7 separate regions of the Mus musculus genome follow, and all the other regions are linked to region 2. The links are chromatin contacts, called in public HiChIP or PLAC-seq and promoter capture Hi-C maps. All regions are on one chromosome and are shown on one strand. The core of a region is the stretch at or near the end of the contact, and the rest is flanking DNA. Distances in the headings are between cores, read along the strand shown. Region 1 holds the start of Heyl (hairy/enhancer-of-split related with YRPW motif-like). Region 2 holds the start of Nfyc (nuclear transcription factor-Y gamma). Region 3 holds the start of Trit1 (tRNA isopentenyltransferase 1). Region 4 holds the start of Dph2 (DPH2 homolog). Region 5 holds the start of Cdc20 (cell division cycle 20). Region 6 holds the start of Bmp8a (bone morphogenetic protein 8a). Region 7 holds the start of Hpcal4 (hippocalcin-like 4).

Evidence for each region. Promoter capture Hi-C pulls out the DNA fragments that hold promoters and counts their contacts. HiChIP or PLAC-seq counts read pairs in DNA pulled down with a chosen protein or histone mark. Capture Hi-C pulls out chosen DNA fragments and counts their contacts.
Region 1: a promoter capture Hi-C map of pre-B cells shows a contact between it and region 2, with 5 times the contacts expected there. The contact joins the promoter of Heyl here to the promoter of Nfyc in region 2. A contact is called at or near these places in 9 of 39 promoter capture datasets (the C10 cell line, cranial neural crest, embryonic stem cells and 5 more) and 1 of 115 datasets of contacts at active chromatin or transcription factors (large pre-B cells).
Region 3: an H3K4me3 HiChIP or PLAC-seq map of stem cell-derived neural progenitor cells shows a contact between it and region 2, with 5 times the contacts expected there. The contact joins the promoter of Trit1 here to the promoter of Nfyc in region 2. A contact is called at or near these places in 9 of 39 promoter capture datasets (the C10 cell line, cranial neural crest, embryonic stem cells and 6 more), 7 of 115 datasets of contacts at active chromatin or transcription factors (astrocytes, embryonic limb bud, embryonic stem cells and 2 more) and 2 of 9 other capture datasets (embryonic stem cells and macrophages).
Region 4: a promoter capture Hi-C map of adipose tissue shows a contact between it and region 2, with 2.6 times the contacts expected there. The contact joins the promoter of Dph2 here to the promoter of Nfyc in region 2. A contact is called at or near these places in 1 of 39 promoter capture datasets (pre-B cells), 1 of 115 datasets of contacts at active chromatin or transcription factors (astrocytes) and 1 of 9 other capture datasets (adipose tissue).
Region 5: a contact with region 2 is called in a promoter capture Hi-C map of adipose tissue, with 2.6 times the contacts expected there. The contact joins the promoter of Cdc20 here to the promoter of Nfyc in region 2. A contact is called at or near these places in 4 of 39 promoter capture datasets (liver, maxillary cranial neural crest, neutrophils and 1 more), 2 of 484 Hi-C or Micro-C datasets (B cells and CD8 T cells) and 1 of 9 other capture datasets (adipose tissue).
Region 6: an H3K27ac HiChIP or PLAC-seq map of large pre-B cells shows a contact between it and region 2, with 5 times the contacts expected there. The contact joins the promoter of Bmp8a here to the promoter of Nfyc in region 2. A contact is called at or near these places in 3 of 39 promoter capture datasets (cranial neural crest, pre-B cells and stem cell-derived epiblast-like cells) and 1 of 115 datasets of contacts at active chromatin or transcription factors (large pre-B cells).
Region 7: a contact with region 2 is called in a promoter capture Hi-C map of embryonic stem cells, with 6 times the contacts expected there. The contact joins the promoter of Hpcal4 here to the promoter of Nfyc in region 2. A contact is called at or near these places in 4 of 39 promoter capture datasets (cranial neural crest, embryonic stem cells, frontonasal cranial neural crest and 1 more) and 1 of 115 datasets of contacts at active chromatin or transcription factors (embryonic stem cells).

Annotation. Positions count from the first base shown.
Region 1 is chr4:123,232,199-123,234,898 of GRCm38.p6, reverse strand. Heyl (hairy/enhancer-of-split related with YRPW motif-like) reads right to left here and starts at 1,343. Exons shown (of 5, transcript NM_013905.3): 1 at 953-1,343. The coding sequence starts at 1,032.
Region 2 is chr4:120,824,381-120,827,296 of GRCm38.p6, reverse strand. Nfyc (nuclear transcription factor-Y gamma) reads left to right here and starts at 1,556. Exons shown (of 10, transcript NM_008692.4): 1 at 1,556-1,767.
Region 3 is chr4:123,015,280-123,017,979 of GRCm38.p6, reverse strand. Trit1 (tRNA isopentenyltransferase 1) reads right to left here and starts at 1,387. Exons shown (of 11, transcript NM_025873.3): 1 at 1,197-1,387. The coding sequence starts at 1,370.
Region 4 is chr4:117,890,460-117,893,377 of GRCm38.p6, reverse strand. Dph2 (DPH2 homolog) reads left to right here and starts at 1,375. Exons shown (of 6, transcript NM_026344.3): 1 at 1,375-1,668; 2 at 1,951-2,063; 3 at 2,260-2,483; 4 at 2,677-2,918. The coding sequence starts at 1,522. It also overlaps a transcript of Ipo13 not described here.
Region 5 is chr4:118,435,924-118,438,623 of GRCm38.p6, reverse strand. Cdc20 (cell division cycle 20) reads left to right here and starts at 1,281. Exons shown (of 10, transcript NM_023223.2): 1 at 1,281-1,683; 2 at 1,782-1,930; 3 at 2,018-2,114; 4 at 2,236-2,364; 5 at 2,459-2,655. The coding sequence starts at 1,503.
Region 6 is chr4:123,341,929-123,344,628 of GRCm38.p6, reverse strand. Bmp8a (bone morphogenetic protein 8a) reads left to right here and starts at 1,377. Exons shown (of 7, transcript NM_007558.3): 1 at 1,377-2,245. The coding sequence starts at 1,921.
Region 7 is chr4:123,182,144-123,184,843 of GRCm38.p6, reverse strand. It overlaps Hpcal4 (hippocalcin-like 4), which reads right to left and starts at 1,340. Exons shown (of 5, transcript NM_174998.4): 1 at 1,220-1,340; 2 at 988-1,091.

The sequences.
Region 1 (2,700 bases), core at 94-2,593, 2.4 Mb before region 2:
CAGAACTGCATGGTGACAGGGCACTTGGGTAGCATGCACCAGGATCTGGATCCAATCCCTAGCAGTGGATGAAGAAAAAGGAAGAAGGAAGAAGAGGAGGGGGAGGAAGAATGGAAAGAAGAAAGGGAAGGAAAGGAAAAGCTCTAAGGTGAGTTGGTGGCGGTTGTGGGCTGGGTGGCAAGGCCTGGAGACTTAGAGCCTGACACCACTAAGCACTCACCATGAACTACTGCTAAGGCCTTGACATTCTTCCGTTTGATGTCTACACCCGCTATGAAGCTAGCTTCATCATGTATACCCATTTTATAGACCAGAAAACTGAAGCTTATGGAGTCACCGAGCTGATAGGTAGCAAGGATTGTACAAGTTCAGTTTGTTCCACAGGTTAGAAGTTAGATTATTTAACAAAAAAGAAACTGCATTGGCGGCTTGGTGGTTTGGTGGAAGGGGTGCTGAAGATTGGAGTCTAGGCTTTTGCAAGTTGGCTATTATTTCCCTCAGTACCTAAACACAAATCCCAGTATGCTCAAAGCGAAAAGGACACAGCCCCCAGTCCTTTTGTGTACTATGTGAAAACTGTTCCCAAAGAAGAGTGAAATTGGAAAAGTACAGAAGTCTTCATAGTAGACAAACTATGGGCAATGGAATGCGGTATCTACATCTATGAAGGTTTCCTAGGTCTGCAGGAAAACTTCTCAGGGGCGTCCCTGGGGGTAGCCAAACGACAGAATATCCTCCAGCTGAACTGTCCTCCCATCCCAGCTCCCTGAACCATAGTTGGTTCAGGGTGTTATGGTTCAGGGTACTCAGGAATCTGCCGCATTGGTGCTATGGACGCACTGGAGTCGCTGCACACGCCCCCGCATCTTGGCTGACACCTGAGGGCTGCGCACAAACTTGAGTGTGCTGGACTTTCTCACCCCCGGACGGCCCTCGCTCCACCCTGTCTTACCTAAGATCGTTCTCTTGACCCACATCGATGGGTCCATCAGACTCGCCGTCGGAGCCACTGGGCGCCCTGGGCCGCTTCATGCCGAAAGCTGGCTGCGGGGTCCCAGCCCTGCGATCCCTGGAGTTGGTTGTTGGGCCCCGCCTCAGCCCCGCCCCGGCCCGGGAGCCGACGCCGCCCTTTCCCAGGGCCCTTTCCTGCACCGCAGCCCGGGGCGCCCCGGCGCCCCCTCGCCCCCGCGGTGACGCGCCACCGAACCGTGGGAAGGCCCCGGGCGGTCACCGCCCCCATCGGCCGCTGGGAGGTCCGGCTCCGCTCCACCGGCGCTGCCTGGGCTGGCGCTCTGGGTGGCCTTGGGCAGGTGCCCTGGGAGGCCCCACGGGGAAGCCCAGAGAATCCGGATCTGTCCCTAGTTCTGTGCGACAGACTTCGCTTTGCAGTGCCTCAGCTTTTTATAAGGGTCAGACCTGTACCTTCCTGCTCCAGGGCATGCAGGGAGGGCAGATAGGTTTGGAAAGGTTACTGGGGGTGCCTGTGACCCCTTGGAAGTAATTCTTCAGTCACTCCTTCTATAGGGGACCAAAGTTTGTGGTGTGTGTGTGTGTGTGTGTGTGTATTGGGGAAGCTACGTGCACTGTGGGATGCTCAGAACTTCGAAGTCCTTTGGTGAACCCCCAAAGGGGTGGCTGCTGCTTGCCAGCTGAGAAGGCTGGAGGAGGGGAGACAGGGTCATAGAACCCAAAGTGGCATTGAACTTGATGTGTAGCAGAAGATGACCTTGAACTACTGATCCCTGACCCTCCTGCCTCTGCATCCCAAGTGCTGACTTTACAGTGGCCAAGATCTTTGAGCTTCTGACTTGTGGGAGGGAGCACAGGAATGGAGAAGGTAGGTAGGGTGTGGTGGTTGGTGGGGTATCCCTGGGAGTCACCCCAGTTCATTTAATGACAGCTGTCCTGGCAGGCACCAGGGAGAGGAAGAGAGGAAAGGAGCCTTCGGCTTCTCTTTCTGGGGGAGCCTGTCTGACCACAGACAACTATTTAGTCAGTGAGAGTTCCTGTCCTTGTGCCTAGAGATTCAGCTGCCATCCTCCCAGGTCATCGTACGCAGAGAAGTGCAGAGGGAAGCTGAGGGAGGAGAGCAAACTTCTTGCAGGGGCGGCAGGGAGATGGTGGAGGTGGGTGTGGTGGGCAGGGCACCAGAGGAGTCCTCTCCCTTTGTTCTGCTCACTGGGACAGGCACAAAAGAAAGCCAGCTTTTGGTGTAGGGAAGTGGGGTTGGTCACCTGAAGCTGACTACACACACTTTCACCATAGTCAGCTCTGCTTGCAGATACTTCCTGATGGGAAAGAACAGGCCTCTTGCCACTCAGACCCACACGTAACCACTTGGCCAAGCACAGAAACTTATCATGCTCATAGATGACCAGATAGGACTGGCATGAACGGTCGCCATCAGGAAACTCTGCTGGCCACCGCAGCCGCAAGCACCAATTCTCCTGTTCCAAATGCCCTCAGCACTCACATAATTTCTGTGGGCACCTGCCAAAACAGTGAGAACCTCAACCAGTGTGAAGAGTGCCCAATGTGTGCACTAGGCATTTCCTAGAAAGGCAGATACTTGTTTGCTCTATGTGATTGGCTGAGAGAGAAAGGGCTGGCAGATTTGCAGGGGAAGGTAAGGGCTCTGAGGTAGGCATGTTCTCGAGAGACGTCCCAGGTCCTCAAAATACACTGCACAGTTAAATAGGG
Region 2 (2,916 bases), core at 307-2,806:
GACAGAGTTTCGGTTTCTCTGTGTAGCCCTGGCTGTCCTGGAAATCACTTTGTAGACCAGGCTGGCCTCGAACTCAGAAATCCGCTTGCCTCTGCCTCCTGTCTTTTCTCTTTTCTTTTCTTTTCTTTTCTTTTCTTTTCTTTTCTTTTCTTTTTTCTTTTCTTTTCGTGTGTGTGTGTGTGTGTGTGTGTGTGTGTGTGTGTGTGTGCTGGGCATGGTAGTTTATGTCTGTAATCCCAGGACCCCGAGGCTAAGTAAGGAAGATTTAGCTGAGTTTAAGGTCAGTGTGGACTACATAATGAGCACCGGACAACCAGTTATAGACAGGCCTTGTGAAATACTACACTTCCCCATCCCCACCCCCACCTCCCCAAAATGGTTGGCTTCCATATTCAGCCTAAAGTGCCAAGATTAGAGGCATGTATTACCACACCAAGCCATACATATTGTGTTAATGTATTTGCATGGAATGCATTCGCCCATAGAAGGCAACATCTAGATGTCTTCAGTGGAAACTTCACCCTATTTTTTGACACAGGATTTCCCTGCGTAATTCTGGAAGTCCTGGAACTCGACAAGGCTGGCGTTGAACTCACAGACCCTCTTGCTTCCGTCTTCCCAGGTGCTGGAATTTCAGTTCTACCGCGCTGGCCCCAACCTATTTGTATAGACTGGGCCTCCCACTGAACCAGGAGCTTGCTTATTTAGCTAGGCTGGCAGGTTTCTTTTCAAGCCTTTCAGGTATGGGAGACTACTGTGCTAGTGGCTTATGGAGTGTTGGGGGGGCTAATGCAGGTCTTAATGCTTGTAGGAAGCACTTTACTGAGCCACCTCCCAACTCTTTAATTTTTTATGCCAATTTTTAAAAAAAATATTTATTATTTTATGTAAGTACACTGTAGCTGTCTTCTGACACACCAGAGGGCATCAGATGTCATTACGGATGGTTGTAAGCCACCATGTGGTTGCTGGGATTTGAACTCAGGACCTTCAGAAGAGCAGTCAGTGCTCTTAACCACTGAGCCATCTCTCCAGCCCTTTTTATGCCAATTTTAACGTTTTAAAATGTCACCTTTTTGGTTGTTTGGAAATTTTATTTCTTCACTTACTGGTGTGTGTGTGTGTGTGTGTGTGTGTGTGTGTGTGTGTGTGTGTGTGCGCGCGCGCGTCGCACATTAATGATCAGAGTTCAGCTTTCAGGACTCTGTTCTTCTGGTCCATCCTGGGTTCCAAGAATCGAATTCAGGTCGTCCGGTTTGCTGAGCCCCAGGCGGCTTTTTAAATTTTCCATGCCCGCGAAGTTCTTCTCTCCCTACCATTCATTTCCTTGAAGAACAAAACACGGAAAACTATTTCCTAAAACCCAGAAGCGAGCGCATCCTAGCTGAGAGCTTCAAGGATATAGAACGTCCTCGGAGGTCACCGAGAAACGCCTCCCGCGCCCCTGGGAAGGGGCGGGGCCCCAAAAGTCTCCGCTCTCACTATCCCGCTTGGCCAGGCAAGACAATTCTCGCGAGACTTCAGGCACCTCAGCCGCTGCGCACTACGCGTTGCTGGGAGTCGAGGCGCGGAGTGGGGGGAGGGGCAGGGGAGACGGTACAAACGGCGCGGCCGCCATCTTGTTTGCGCCCCCGCTCCGCACGCGCTCCGGTTTTTCGTGACGCACGCTTCCCCCTCCCCTCCGCCGCGCCCGGGCCTCTGCATTGCCCGACGGCGCAGCAGCGCGGGGGCGGCTGCTTTCTTCGCTGGACGCCGGAGTAGAGGCCTGTGAGTGTATGAAAGCTTGGGTGAGGAGGGGAGAGAGAGAGGGGGCGGCCGGCAGTGAGGGCGGTGCTTCCCGCCAATGGCGGAGAGCTCCCTTCCCTCTGCGGCCGCCGCTGCACTTCGGTCGGCTCTGCCGCCGCCATGTTATGTGTTCGCCGGGCCCGCCGCTGTCGTCGCGGCTGCGCTCGCGGGGTCCGTGCGCCTGGGCCCGCGGGCTTTCTCCCATTGGCGGAAGGCGACGGCGGGGGGGCTCGCTCGTGATTGGTCGGCGGCGGGGAGGCCGCGGACCTGGCACCTTATTGGTCACGCCGGCTCCGGCCTGGGGGGTGATGAAGGAATTGGCGGCTGTCGGGATGCTAGCTGCTCAGGCTCTGGCGGCAGGGCGACGGTCCCTCTAATGCCAGCGTGGCGGGGAGTCTCCGGGACGGAGCCGGAGGCCCAGAGGAGAAAGAGAGTGGTAGCCTGGCGTGTGGCCTGCAACGGGGAGGGGTCACTACTAATACCAGAGGCACGGTCAACTACAAGATGGGGTGTGCAAGCCCCTGCTTTGTAAACACGGAACAGAAGTGTCTTCGAGACCTAGGGGTGCTAGACTTGGAAATTGATCCAGCTTGGGAATGACCCTGAGTAGAAGTCTGAGTGCATGGTATGGAAGTAGTGGGAGTGAGGACCAGAAGGACAGAATCGGATTAGGGAGCCTGCTGTAAGAATTTGGGTTTTGAAACCCGGAGGATTAGTGTAGAACTCCAGACTCCATTCTGGGTTCTGAAATGGAGAGTGGGAAACAGGTAAACAGCCGGATCCCACTGGACAGGTGTATCAACTTTTAGAGGCTGAATGCCATTTTAACATTACATTAAGTAGAATCAGAAAGTCAGCTGTAGAATGTATTTGCATAATTGGGAAGTTGGGGGTTACAGGATTTGGGATCATGCTAGTTTTGAGATGTTATATATGAAATTTTCACTGGTCTAAGAAGAATATAGGATCAGAGCTTTGTGCTTGCTAGACAAACATTCTACCAACTGAGTTACCCCACTTCCCCCTTAAAATTGATCTCTCTTAACTTTCAGTTCAGAGGGCAGGTGAGACAAACTCAGGAGTAATAGACCTTGTTTCGCGTGCTTACCTGGGTGTATGAGTATATTTTAC
Region 3 (2,700 bases), core at 138-2,637, 2.2 Mb before region 2:
TGTTAACATATTTTTTAAACACTTGTAATAAGTGCTTCACATATATTTCATTTAATGATCACAAGGTTGTTTTTTATATTCTTCCTATTTTAGCAAAGGAACAAAGGTATCTTTGTTCATGTAGCAAAAAGTTGGGGGAAAAAAAATCTGGCTGAGATTCAGTTCAAGCTAAACTCTTTATCTCCCTAAGCTGGCACAAAGCAGGCTGCAAACAACTATTTGTTACATTACCTTACCTTTTAGTATAAGCTGATGATCTTATCATGGAAAAATAAATTATGAGGGTAGAAACAATGTCAGGAGCCTTATGAGGTAAAGTGGGGCAAAGAATTAATTACTAATTTTAGGTTACTAACCATGAGTTCTGCGACTGGTTGTATATGTTCGACACCTTTGAACATGCCTAACAGCTGTTGTAATTCTTCTCACATTCACCCAAAATGTCACCTACTCTCTAGCTCAAATGCTCCTACATCCCCGAAAGTCCTCTCGCAAAGAGGACAAAAGGATTAAAAAACAAAAACAAATAAACAAAAAAGCCCTCAGGTTCAGCCAATATTTACCACAATGTCTGACCTTCGAGCTGGCCTCCCTCTCTCCACTGTAACACTCCAATGTCTCACTTATTAAATACTTTAGCCTTGTGATTGTGGGGCAAATGACATTTCCTCCACTTTACAAATATAATATTCAAGTAAAGGGCACTGTTGATCTGAAGTCACGAAGCCAGTGGCTGCCTCTGACTGCTCTAGTGCCCAAGAAGACACTCACAGGTGGCATCTGACTTACCTTGGGCTAGAATTAGAATTATGGCAAAATTTGGGAATAATTAACTTACTGAAATTCACCGGATGTCAACCTTAAACGTTCCACTATCTCTCCTCCATTTATTTGCAATGTGCCACGCACAAGGTCACTTCACCTCCCCAGCCCCCAACATTTTTATCCATAAATGAAACTGTTGGTACTATCTACGAAAGAGTAATGGCCTGAGAAGTTACTTAGCGATCACAGGACACAATGGACACTGTCTGCCATTGGAATGGGTACCTAGCAGGTGTGGGTTCCTTTCATCTGGATCCCCATACGCCTCGAGGTTCACCCACTACAGCCACGCGACAGGGTGTCCCCTAGTCCAGAGGCCCGCACGCGACCTCCAGGGTTCCCAGGCCCCCGGGCCAAGCACGCTGCCATACCTGCATGGAGTCGGCGCTGACGATCTCGCCGCCGAGCCGCTGGCCTAACTGCAGAGCCAGGGTGGACTTGCCAGTCCCAGTAGCCCCGAGAATCACTACAAGTGGCAGTGTTCGCCGCAGGCCTCGGAATCCAGAGCTCACAGGAACTGCTCGTGCAGCAGCCGCAGCCGCCATCTTGAAGGCATCTGAGCATGCGCCGAAGCAGCTGTCCCCATGGCAACAGTCAGTGCGCCGGCGCGGATCTCCGGCTCAGAACGCGGGGAGGGTGGAAAGGAGGAAACTGTGGGACAAAGGTACCAAGCTTAGGAGGCCCATGACGTAACTGCCTTCGACTAGCTGAGATTAGCCCACCGACTTGCTTTCTCAAAGGAGAGATGGCAGCCCATCTAAAATATTTCTGTCTACATTGCGTCCAGGCACCCAATTCTTTTTCCTCATAGCATTAATTCAAGAATAAAACTGTATAACTGGCCTCTGGTTTATTGTCTGAGTTCTACCACAGGCTGTTAATTTCACAAAGACAAGAAGCACATTCTGACTAGTTCATTGCTGAGTCTCCTGTGCCTAGCACAGGCACCCACCAATGATTAAATGGACAGAGAAACGACTTGCCTACCTTAGCGTTGGATTTAATAAGCTCAGAGAGTGTCCGATTCTCAGTCATTCTTCAAAATCAGATCTGTCCAATTCTCAGTCAAGAGCATGGCTCTAATGTTTGAATTCCACACTCATTTAGACACAATCAGAAAGCAGGACAAAGCTCTGCGTTGGCATAAAGCAGTCAAGAGATAGGCTTAAAAGCAAAAGAACAAGCAAGTGAATGACAACCCAAAAATTAGAAGAGGAAGCAGAAGAAAATCAAAGGGTAAAGCAGATACAAGTGAGGGAAAGAAAAATCAGAATCAAGGATGGCCAGACTTCAAGATTCCACACACCACTTTGAGAAATGGCTTTAAGAATCCAGAGAGATGGTTTAACATGTAAAGTTGCTGGCAGCCAGATCTGATGACCTGAGTTCAATCTCCAGGATCCGCATGTGGAAGGAGAGAGCTGATGCTGACCTCTGTACACACACACACACACACACACACACACACACACACACACACACCACACACACTGAAGTTTAAAATTAAGAAAGAATGGTTATGGAACCCGATGAACCTAGATTCAAATTCCAGCTCTCAGACTTATCAGCTGAGAGCTGATTAATTCTCATCAGAATTAATTCCATTAGCAGCATTTTTTTTTCTCTTTGTCTGAAGACTGAACCCAGGCCCCCCCTGGGTGCTGAATATACACTCTAGCACTGAGCTGAGCACACTTCAGACCCTTACTTCACCTCTTAACCTCAGCAATTTTATCTTTCCATTCTTCCAAGGATTGCCATAAGGAAAAGGTGAAATAATGTCTGGAAAGTGCTTGCTTCAAATGCACTGGCACATAACAACCACCATTTGTTAAACAGTTTGTGTTATTATAATTGTACAATCCCATCTGCCTC
Region 4 (2,918 bases), core at 126-2,625, 2.9 Mb after region 2:
TTTCATTCTTTTCCATCCAGTGTCTTCCTCAGCCAGCTAGTAGCATCAGTGTCTTCCACTTCATTATTTATCCCGCTCCTCAGTCCCAATTAAAAAAAAATGTGTATGTGTGTATGGCTGAGTTTATATCTGCGCACCACCTGAGTGTAGTTGCCTGCAGGTATTAGAAAAGGGACAAAAAAAAAAAAAAAAAAAAAAAAAAAGCTGGGCGTAGTGGCGCACGCCTTTAATCCCAGCACTTGGGAGGCAGAGACAGGCGGATTTCTGAGTTTGAGGCCAGCCTGGTCTACAAAGTGACTTCCAGGATAGCCAGGGCTATACAGAGAAACCCTGTCTCGAAAAAAAAACAAAACAAAAAAAAAGGAAAGGGACCTCCTAGAACTGGAGTTGCACATAGTTATAAGCCACCATGTGGGTGGTGGTAACTGAACCCACTGCAAGCACAGCAAGTGCTCTTAGCCACTGAAACATTTCTCCAGCCCCGTTAGTCCCATTCCCACAGTCCTGATTTCTCAGCTCTCCTGGAGGATGCAGAGATGCGCCACATGTTTTCAGTCCTTTTTCCCTACGGCATCACGTGAAGAGAGTCTTCCTCTCCCATCCCTCCTTATGATAAGAAGTCGTGTGGGAGAATGTGGGATGTAGCTCAGCCAGAGAGTCGTTGCTTTCCATGCACGAGGCCCCAGGTTCAGTCCCAAGGAGGTGGGGCGAGAGAATAAATTCGGGCTCTAAAGCCCAGTTTCTAGAACCAGCAGACATGGTTTTGTTTTTCTTATCTATATGGGATAATTCTTGCTTCTAATGATGAACTGGTGAACTTAGCAAGGGTCAGTGTTTGGTTGACAGACCGTGAGGACAACAGGTTGTGGGACAATTCTCTAGCAGGCAAAGTAAAGGACATAGAGACATTTTACGATGTCTGGCAGTAAGTACCTGCTCACAAATATTCAAACCCAAGCTGTGGGCACTGAGTTGGAAATTATGCAGTACTGGGAGATCCAGCTCGGTCACACAGCAAGACCCTGTTTCAGATTCTGGGGGCTGTGAAGATGGCTTGGTGGATTAGGGAGCTTGCAGCCAACCCTGAAGAACTGAGCTGTATAAGGACCCTTGCTCTCACTGTATGTATATACGTGCACACGCGCGCGCGTTTAAATATGATCAGCAGATAGCGCCTGCTCACACTGAATTAGTGACTTAGAAATTAGAGGGCACCGGCAGGCTGGCCTTAGGGTATCCGGGAAGAAGCTTTAGCCAGTGGAACCACAACACCCACAAGGCTTTGCGGCACTTCCGATTGGTCCTGAGTGAGAGGCTAGTGATTGGTTCTCTGTGGGAAGTCCTTGAACCCGGAAGTAATCTCCGTAGGTCCATGTGTAGTGGAGAGCCGGGAATTTGGAAGCGTACGGTTTGGATCCTAGGACCCGAGGACAGGTTGGTCCGGATCCACAAACAGAGCTGCTGTGACCTCGAGGACTTTTGAGGGTGCAGCTGCATCTCACCCCACCCAAGCTGCGCCCAATGGAGTCTACGTTCAGCAGCCCTGCGGAGGCAGCCCTGCAACGGGAGGCGGGCGTTCCAGGACAGTTCACTCCTCCTGAAGACCTGGACCGCGTGTATGAGCTGGAGCGAGTTACGAAATTTGTCTGCGATTTAGGTTGTCAGCGGGTGAGGTCTGGTTCAGAGAAGGGGGCGCGAAAAGGGGGCGCGGGGCGCGGGCTCTCCTCTGGGTATGGGTTGCGGAGATTGGGACTTTGGGTCGGGATCCGCCCGTATCGCACGGATTACCCACAACTCTGTGGGGCTGGCTGCCTCCTTAGAAGTAGGGGCTTGGGATGTTTAGTGGGTTTTTTTGTTTGTTTGTTTGTTTTTTTGTTTGTTTTTTGTTTTTTTGCAGAGGCTGTTGGTGGAGGAGTGAGGTTGTCGCTGACTTGTGGCTTGTATTTACAGGTGACTTTGCAGTTCCCTGACCAGTTACTAGGAGATGCGGGAGCGGTGGCTGCCCGGCTGGAGGAAGTCACAGGAGCTAAGATGTTCATTTTAGGGGACACAGCTTATGGCAGGTATGGGGTTTCCCAGCCCACAGTGTCTGCCTCCAGTGACCGTGTTTGCACGATGAGAAGCTCCTGATGCCAGCTTCCCTCAGTCACAGTGAATTCCTAGCTTGGTGCCATTTTCTCCACTGGCCACATTTCCCATTGATGACAACTCTTCTCTCCAGGTAGGGAACACCTCTCACCAATGCTCTCTCCCCTGCAGCTGCTGTGTGGATGTGCTGGGCGCCGAGCAGGCTGGAGCTCAAGCCCTTGTGCACTTCGGTCCTGCCTGCTTAAGCCCCCCAGCCTCGCAGCTGCCCATCACCTTTGTCCTTGGTCAGCGACCCGTTGCTTTAGAGCTCTGTGCAAAGGCCTTTGAAGCCCAGAACCCAGATCCGACAGCCCCGGTGGTACTGCTGAGTGAGCCAGCTTGTGCCCATGCCCTAGGTGAGAAATTATACCTGTGAGGGAAAGAAGGGTGGGTCCACAGCTTCATGCCTTAATTCCTCCTATTTAAGCACACTTACCTAGAGCTCTTGGCCTCAGTTGGCCTGGCTTGTCCTTTAGGGTCACATTGAGGCATCTGGGGATGAGACATCTCTTACTTTGCCAGACTTCAACTCTGATGCACCTCTTTCAGAGCCTTTGGCCATGCTCCTGCTCCCAAAGTACCAAGATCTGCTCATCTCCCGCCCAGCTCTTCCCCTGCCAGTGGGATCCCCGAGCTCACAGCCTGAGTCCCTGGAGCGTTTTGGGCGCTGCTTCCCCCTGAATCCAGGGAGACGTCTGGAAGAATATGGTGCCTTCTATGTAGGGGCTTCTCAAGCAAGCTCGGACTCCAGCCTTGATCCCGACCTGAGCAGACTGCTCTTGGGTTGGACA
Region 5 (2,700 bases), core at 32-2,531, 2.4 Mb after region 2:
GGCGCCGGGAACTGAACCCTAGGTAATCTGGAAGAGCATCTAGCGATAACAGCTAAGCCATCATCTTTCTAACCTCCTTTCCGCTTTAAAATAATTTATTTTTATCGGGGAGGAGGGGTGTGTTTGTGTGCCATCTGTATGCTGGTTCCATAAGAGGGCATCGATGCCCTGGAGCTGGAGTTAGAGGTAGTTGTGCGCTGCCTGACAAAACCAAATTTTCTTCCCGTGGAAGAGCAAGAAGTTCTAACTGAGGCATCTCTCCAGGCCCCAGACCTGGATTCTTACCAACCTCTTTTTATGACCTTGGGCTAATTTCTTGTATTGCACCTTGGTTTTTCTATCAGCATAACCAGGTTCTTGGCCCAGCGTGGTGGCACACGCCTTAAATTCCACCGCATCTCTGAGATCCAGGGCAGTTTTTTCTACAAGGTGAATTCCAGGCCAGCCCGGACTGCATAGTGAGACCCTTGTCTGAAACAAACAAAATGGGTGTCGCTCTGGCAGATTATGTGCAACGGGGGTAAGGAGATCTCTAGGTCTCTGAAGAATCCTAAGTCCCACGGGAGTCCTCCACAGGATGTGATGTCCCCAAGAACAGCCTAACCTAATCTTCACGACGAAAGGCTGGAATTCTGATCATTGTTTTGACACACACACCCCTTCCTCTCACTTTGTGTTTGCAGAACCCCACACTGGTCCGCATACTTCCTTCCTAGCAGGGTTTCAGGCGCCCTCCCCATTCAGACTGCCACCTCCCCACCGTCTCTAACCAACTGGGTCCTCCGGGTTGAGGTTGAGTTTCTCTCTCTCTCTCTCTCTCTCTCTCTCTCTCTCTCTCTCTCTCTCTCTCTCTCTGTGTGTGTGTGTGTGTGTGAGAGAGAGAGAGAGAGAGAGAGAGAGAGAGAGAGAGAGAGAGAGAGAGAGAGAGAGAGAGAGAATGTGTGTATGTGTGAACGTGTGACCTAAGTACCACCCACAGGCTTCGATGTGACCTTTCAAAGATTCCCAGATGCTCTAACTGCCGGGCCCAACCCAGAGAGATGGCCGGCAGAGAGCGGATCCCGAGGACTAACTGTGCGGGACCCGCCCCCGTGTTCCGATTCGGGCTCCGATTCGGGCAGGGACGAAGGCTCCCAGAGATGGGTTCGGGATTTCCTTCCAAATGCTTGGTCGTCGCACTCTCGTGAGATTTGCTCCCGGAAGACCCGGCCCTCTTCAGTGTAGCGACCAATCGGCAAGGGCGACGGTTAAGACAGTTGGGTTTTGAAGGAGCCAATGAACGCTAGCAGCGGAGAGTTTAAGAACAACAGTCCGGCGTGTCCTTAGCTTGTCTGGAAAAGAACGCGTTCGGCAGGCGCACTGACGCGCTGCGAGGAGCTGGGGGTTTGTGTTCGGGAGAGCTGAGTACGGAGAGGGACCGGGCTGCTGCGAGCTGTGGCAGGCGGAGCCCAGGAGCCCGGCGAGGATCGCGCTTGGTCGCCTTTCGCCCCGGTAGCGGTGCCATGGCGCAGTTCGTGTTCGAGAGCGATTTGCACTCACTGCTTCAACTGGACGCACCCATCCCCAATGCCCCGGTTGCGCGCTGGCAGCGCAAAGCAAAGGAAGCCACAGGCCCAGCCCCCTCGCCCATGCGGGCCGCCAACAGATCACACAGCGCCGGGCGGACCCCGGGCCGAACTCCTGGTGAGTGGGTGGAGGGAGCTGGAATCGCTGAGAGTCCGTCTTCATGCTCCCTCCGGGAGCCTCGTCAGGCTGTCTGACTTCTCTCTCCCTGCCCCCAGGCAAATCTAGTTCCAAGGTTCAGACCACCCCTAGCAAACCTGGAGGTGACCGCTTTATCCCCCAACGCAGTGCTTCTCAAATGGAGGTGGCCAGCTTCCTCTTAAGCAAGGAAAACCAGCCGGAAGACAGGGGGACGCCCACCAAAAAGGTATGATTCCACAGGGGTCATGAGACTTGAGGTGTCTGTCCCCTGGCTGATACCGGTCTTCCTCCCCTCACTTGCCGTGTATTTCAGGAGCATCAGAAAGCCTGGTCTCTCAACCTGAACGGTTTTGATGTGGAGGAAGCCAAGATCCTCAGGCTCAGCGGCAAACCTCAGAATGCCCCAGAAGGTAAGGAGTGAGTGACATCATCGAGGCTGGTGTCAGTCCTTCCTAAGGGGAGACATGTGGCTGCTTTTCCACATGTGGATGGGTATCAGTTTCCAAGTCTAGACCCACTCTCTTGCCACAGGCTACCAGAACAGACTGAAAGTACTGTACAGTCAGAAAGCCACGCCTGGCTCCAGCAGGAAGACTTGCAGATACATCCCTTCTCTGCCAGACAGGATCCTTGATGCCCCCGAAATCCGGAATGACTACTGTGAGTGCACTGTTGTCTTTGCGGATGGAGAAAGATGGCCTAGGAATGGACCAGTCCAACAAAGGACCTCATGTTTTCTTCCTTCCCCTGGCAGACCTGAATCTTGTAGATTGGAGCTCTGGAAATGTATTGGCTGTGGCACTGGACAACAGTGTGTACTTATGGAACGCTGGTTCTGGTGACATCCTGCAGTTGTTGCAAATGGAGCAGCCTGGAGACTACATATCCTCGGTGGCCTGGATCAAGGAGGGCAACTACCTAGCTGTAGGCACCAGCAATGCTGAGGTCCAGGTGAGCCTGGTTGCCTGTATTGTGGCTCTGTGGTCACTGGGCTCA
Region 6 (2,700 bases), core at 128-2,627, 2.5 Mb before region 2:
TGTCTGAAGACAGCTACAGTATACTTAAATACAATAAATAAATAAATCTTTAAAAAAAGAGAGAGAGAGAGCAGAGTTGGCCAGAGCAAGAGGGGTTGACCAGAGCAAGTAGAGGTCCTAAAAATTCAATTCCAAACAACCACATGAAGGCTGACCTGAGGTAAAGTGCTTAGCACTCAGGTTTCCCGGTTTTTTGTTTGTTTGTTTGTTTGTTTTGTTTTGTTTTAAGCCTTTGTGGGGCACAGTAGCACATGCCATAATCCCAGAGGCAGGGATAGGCAGGCATATCTATGAGTTTGAGGCCAGCCTGTTCTATAGGTCAAGTTCCAGGTCCGCCAATGCTACATTGTGAGAACCTACCTCAGAGCGGGGCAGGGCTGGTATAGAAATCTGGAGAAGACATTCAGAAATAGCACCTCCCAAGGGGAAGGAAAAAAACAAGCTATCGGTCTTAGACCTCAAGTGGCTGAAGGACAGAATGTATTCGGTGTCTACTGTATCTTTACATCCTTCAGTGATGTTACCGATATGGACCAGAGGTGCAAGGAGCTGGGCGCCATTGCCCTCGTATCAAACTCCAGACCGCAGGTGGAAACAGATCCAAGACCCCCTGGATCTGGAGCCCAGTCAACCCTCAGCGCTCTTGTTTGTTCAGGAATGTGAAGATTAGGCAGGTTGAGGTTGTCACTCCCATCCCGTGTGACAGAACTTGAAGGAAGGGGGATCATCGTGATCTGTGAACAGAATTTCTCAAAAATTATTTTGTTAATAAATTGCTTTGTGTAAGCTAAGAAAGAAAGAGAGGGGTAAAAAAAGGAAGAAGAAAAGGAAAAGAGGCAGCTGTGTGCCTATAGTGGCTTGTAAACACTAATAGGTCTGAAAGCCCTGTTACCTGTCATTATGACACTCCCAGTCTTGACACAGCCAGTCCCTCTGCTGGGTGCTTTCCTCCTACTGACTTCCGTCTTTCCTGTTCTATTCCTTCCAGCCTCCCGGAGCTCTTTCGCTGCTCCACTTGAGCCACACCAACACCTTTATGGTCTGTATCAGTGCTGTGGCAGCCGCCTTGGGAGGCCGGAGTGCATAAAGGGGCGGAACCAGTCAGGGAGTTTTTGCAAGGTCTCTTTCTTGCAAGCCCCTGGGGAGTTGTCACAAATGAGATAAGCGAAGGTGACCCTACTTCAGGAGGCTCAGAGCCCTATCCTGGGTTGGATCTACAAAGGGAACCGCTGGGTGAAGAAGAAGTCTGGAGCGGAGGAGTAGCGGGGGCTGGGCCCTGGTTCCTGCTGGCAACGGAATGTGTGCCCCACCCTCGCTGCACTGCTGGCACCCGCCCCGCCCCGACGGCCGGAACTAGGGGCGCATGCAGAGACTTCCAGAGCAGAAGGTGAGACACTACGGGTCCTACCGCTGCTCCGGGACTCAGGATCCCACCCTGGTGCCTGCTTCAGAGGCCCCAATGTCTCCTCGTGTAGCCAGGTATGAGCCCCGGAAGCTGGATGGGGACCCAAGACACCCTTAAAGGCCTCTCTTCAGCCCGTTCGTTCCCACCTACGGGTGCACCAGGCGGCTCCCACCACTTCGCGCACAAGTAGTAGTGCGACCATCCCCAGGCGTCTTTCCGCACTCGGACCCGCCCCCGTGATCCCATTGGCTGGTCGGGGAAGGGGCGGGGCCGAGGAAGAGCGCTCGGCGGTCTGAGCTGCCACCAAAGTCCTCCTGCGGACACTCGCAAGTCAGCGCCGTGAGAGCCCACGTTGCTCTGAGGGACCTACCGACGCGGCGATCGCCTGCCGAGTGCGTGGTGAGCAGCTGCTGTAAAGCTGCCAGCGACAGGTGCGCCGTCTGGTCCTCCCCGTCTGGGCGTAGCGCCCGAGCCCGACCAGCTACCAGTGGATGCGCGCCGGCTGAAAGTCCGAGATGGCTATGCGTCCCGGGCCACTCTGGCTATTGGGCCTTGCTCTGTGCGCGCTGGGAGGCGGCCACGGTCCGCGTCCCCCGCACACCTGTCCCCAGCGTCGCCTGGGAGCGCGCGAGCGCCGCGACATGCAGCGTGAAATCCTGGCGGTGCTCGGGCTACCGGGACGGCCCCGACCCCGTGCACAACCCGCCGCTGCCCGGCAGCCAGCGTCCGCGCCCCTCTTCATGTTGGACCTATACCACGCCATGACCGATGACGACGACGGCGGGCCACCACAGGCTCACTTAGGCCGTGCCGACCTGGTCATGAGCTTCGTCAACATGGGTGAGTGCAGGGCGTCAGGGATCCGGATGGGGCGGTAGGTGGAGGAGAGGGTGGCCGCCTGTCGGGGGATGATGCCCTCGGGTAATACAAGGCCCCTGGGACAGGGAGCCATGGTTCAGTAAAACCACAGGGAGGGGCGACTGCAGGAGATCAGGATTGGAAGGTCCGTTTTTTGCGCCTGTGCCCAGGGTCTTTGCCCCACTAAGGCACCCAGGAGTTGGGATCTGGAGATGTCCAGGTCCCCTAGGTAGCATCGGAAAACAGTCCTGGGTATACTGATGAGTAACCAGACCGTGATGCTGTCACTGTGATAAACGCAGCCCTGAAGAGAGGGAGGGACAAAGTTCAGTGTGGAAACCTGTGGTCATATCAAAATGACCAGAGCTGACCCTCACGCCCGGACAGCGGGCTCTTTCTGTGGGTGACTGGGTGGGGTGCAGTGTCAGGAGGTGGAG
Region 7 (2,700 bases), core at 91-2,590, 2.4 Mb before region 2:
TGGAAAGGCCCCTAAGAGAATGAGGCTGTAGGATATGTAGGAGGGAGTAGCCTGAACCTTGGCCTGAGTGAAAAGGATGTCCCTACAGTGATGGATGGGGCCTCTCAGGTCTCCTCTGAGAAATATCCTAATGGTTTGAACAGGGCTTTGTTCTCCTGTAATCAGCTGTGGAACCAGAATATGTCAGACCTGGAAGGCTACTCAAGACCATCTCATCGAACCCTCCTCTGTCCTGCTCTTTGCCTATCTCATGAAGAATCTGAGAGGGAAAAGCCTTGGCTAAAGTCAAGCAGAGATCGAGGCGAAGGCAAGGCTTGCACTCTTCTGCTTTCTCATTCAGACATAGGGAAAGGAGAAAATGAGCCCACATGGACTCATCTTTGGCTTCATCTCTGCAAACAACAGGAAGCCGAGAGAGGGAGCAACAGGCACAAAAGGAACAGAGAAGACCGGGTTACAGAGAGAGGACCTGGTGCGTTCCTGTGTGAGGGATGATGAGGTTTAAAGGCTAGAGCTATGGGGTGGTCTTCTGGGAGGAGCAACCCTGGTTTATGCTCCAAGCAAGATAAAGGAAGAAGAGTGTGGAACCCCTGTCTAGTTGGGAGGCTACTAGAAGGGAGATGGTGAATGGGTCTGGAGTAGGAGCCTCAGGGGTCTTCATCCTTTCCTTAGGTATGCTGTGAGCTGTCAGCATAAGGGGCAGAGAGAGTGTAGTCAGAGAATGAATTTGCTATCGAGGTCTTTTGGGGAACAAGACCCTGAGATGGGAATGACAGTGAACTATTGGTGTCGGTGTGGGCTACCTCCAAGTAGAGGTTTCCATGAGGCTTGGTTCTAGAGGCAAGAGAACACAGGGTGACTGAAACCTCTCTTCTAGCACCAGTGACACCACACACCCCCAAGTAAGAGTGTGTGTGTGTGTGTGTGTGTGTGTGCGCGCGCGTGCGCGTGTGTTTGCACTGGAGCCAGAGGAATGGTTGTTCTTACCTGAGCTGGGGGTAAGGAGGCAGCTGTACCTCCTTCTTGAACTGGAGACCCGGCTTGAAGTGAAAGTTCCTGGCCCAAGGCGGGCTTCCCAGATGGCTGTCCACCTATGACAGACCCAGGGTCAGAAAGATGGATCTGAGCAGATGAGGATGGGAGTGGAAGGCGGAGGAGGAGGGGCTCAGGGCCTCCGCCCCGCGAGGTTGCTTCTAGGGCCCGGCCCCACCCTCATTACCTGAGGCCGCTCGCCGAGTCGCTAGATGGCTCCGAGCTTGGGCGGCCGCGGGGACAAGGCTGGCTATCAGGCGGACGACAGGCTCTGTAGGGTCCGCGTCGGAGCCGCCTCCCCAGTTCTTGTATCACTATTTGCTTCTCGAAGGCGACACGATTTGCATAAGACCCGCCTCCTCTCAGCAACTTTGGACATCGATTGGTTCGGCTGGCACCGAGTGACAGGCAGGGTTTCAGGTGGGGATGGGGTGGCCTGTGAGTCTAGGCTACCACAAGAGCGCGCCCCGCCCGTCCGCCCGCGCTGACCTTCCCGGAGTCGCCAGGATTGTAGAGGGCTGTACCCCCATCTGTTCCTCAACCCTGAGGCTCAGAGCCTGGGTCACAGTTTGGAGCGAAAAGTACCGATGATTAAAGTGGATTCGCAAAAAACAACCGCACCGTTGCTATGGGAACAGAAGAACCACAGTTGAATTTCTAAGCCTTCTCTTCCTGGGCCCCAGCGGGGGTGGGGGTAAGATAGGGGGTGATTCATAAGATGCGACCCCGTCTCTTGTCCTGCCCGTACCTGGAGGGGATCAATGAGGAGCTGCGGAGTGGCAAGGTGGAAAAGGGGAGATGGGGTGGTCAAGAACTCGCGGCTTTGCACCAGTGCCCCTCCACACCCACTCCTCTCCCGCCGTTTAGCAGAGGGGAGGGTGGGTGCGGCACGAGCTGGGTGGATGTGGAAGTATCCTCTACCTAGACACACGAGGGCGTGGGCTCCCTCCAGCCACCCCCACAACTCTAAGTCAGATCTCTTGTCAGGCTCTATCCTTACTTCTCGAGGACCCCTAAAAAGACTTGTTGGTTCTCCTCCAGAAGGAGCCTTTACAGTACGCCAAGCATTGCTCCATTCCCCACCCTCCCGCATTCCCGTCGCTTAGATGGAGCCGGTTCCCAGCCGCCGCCAGTCTCCGGCCTCGGATGTTGACACAAACCAGAGGCGGTTTACACTGAACGGGTCTGGAAGGTTTCAGGGAGGCGAAAACACCTCCTTTCCGCACTTGGGGGTCTCGTCACAGCCCGCTCAGTCGCCACGGATGTACTGGTGTCTGAGAGCTCACAACCCAAGGTGGTGGGAAAGAGCTCTAACGCCAAACTCAGGGCGAAAGGGGAGCAGAGATCCCTGGGCTGGGCCACGTGCGGAGGAGGGACTTCAAGGGATCTACCAAAAGTGGGGGCGGGACGCGTGGGGGATTGGTTAAATGGGATTGCAGATGCAGAAGAGGCCGGATTTCTGTCCAGGCAGCAAATGGTGGAGATGAGCGCTGTTTGGGGGACTAAGGACAGGCAAAGAACCGGTTTTTGGAGATTTGGTCTTAGAAACTCCCAAACAAAGCACAGCCAGGGGAAACCAGTAGGACCCGCGTCTTCCTTATGAGAGCTATCCATTTCCTCTTAAGCCAGTTGCGCTGTCCCGTTCTAGCAGCTGGATATGCCTTCTCT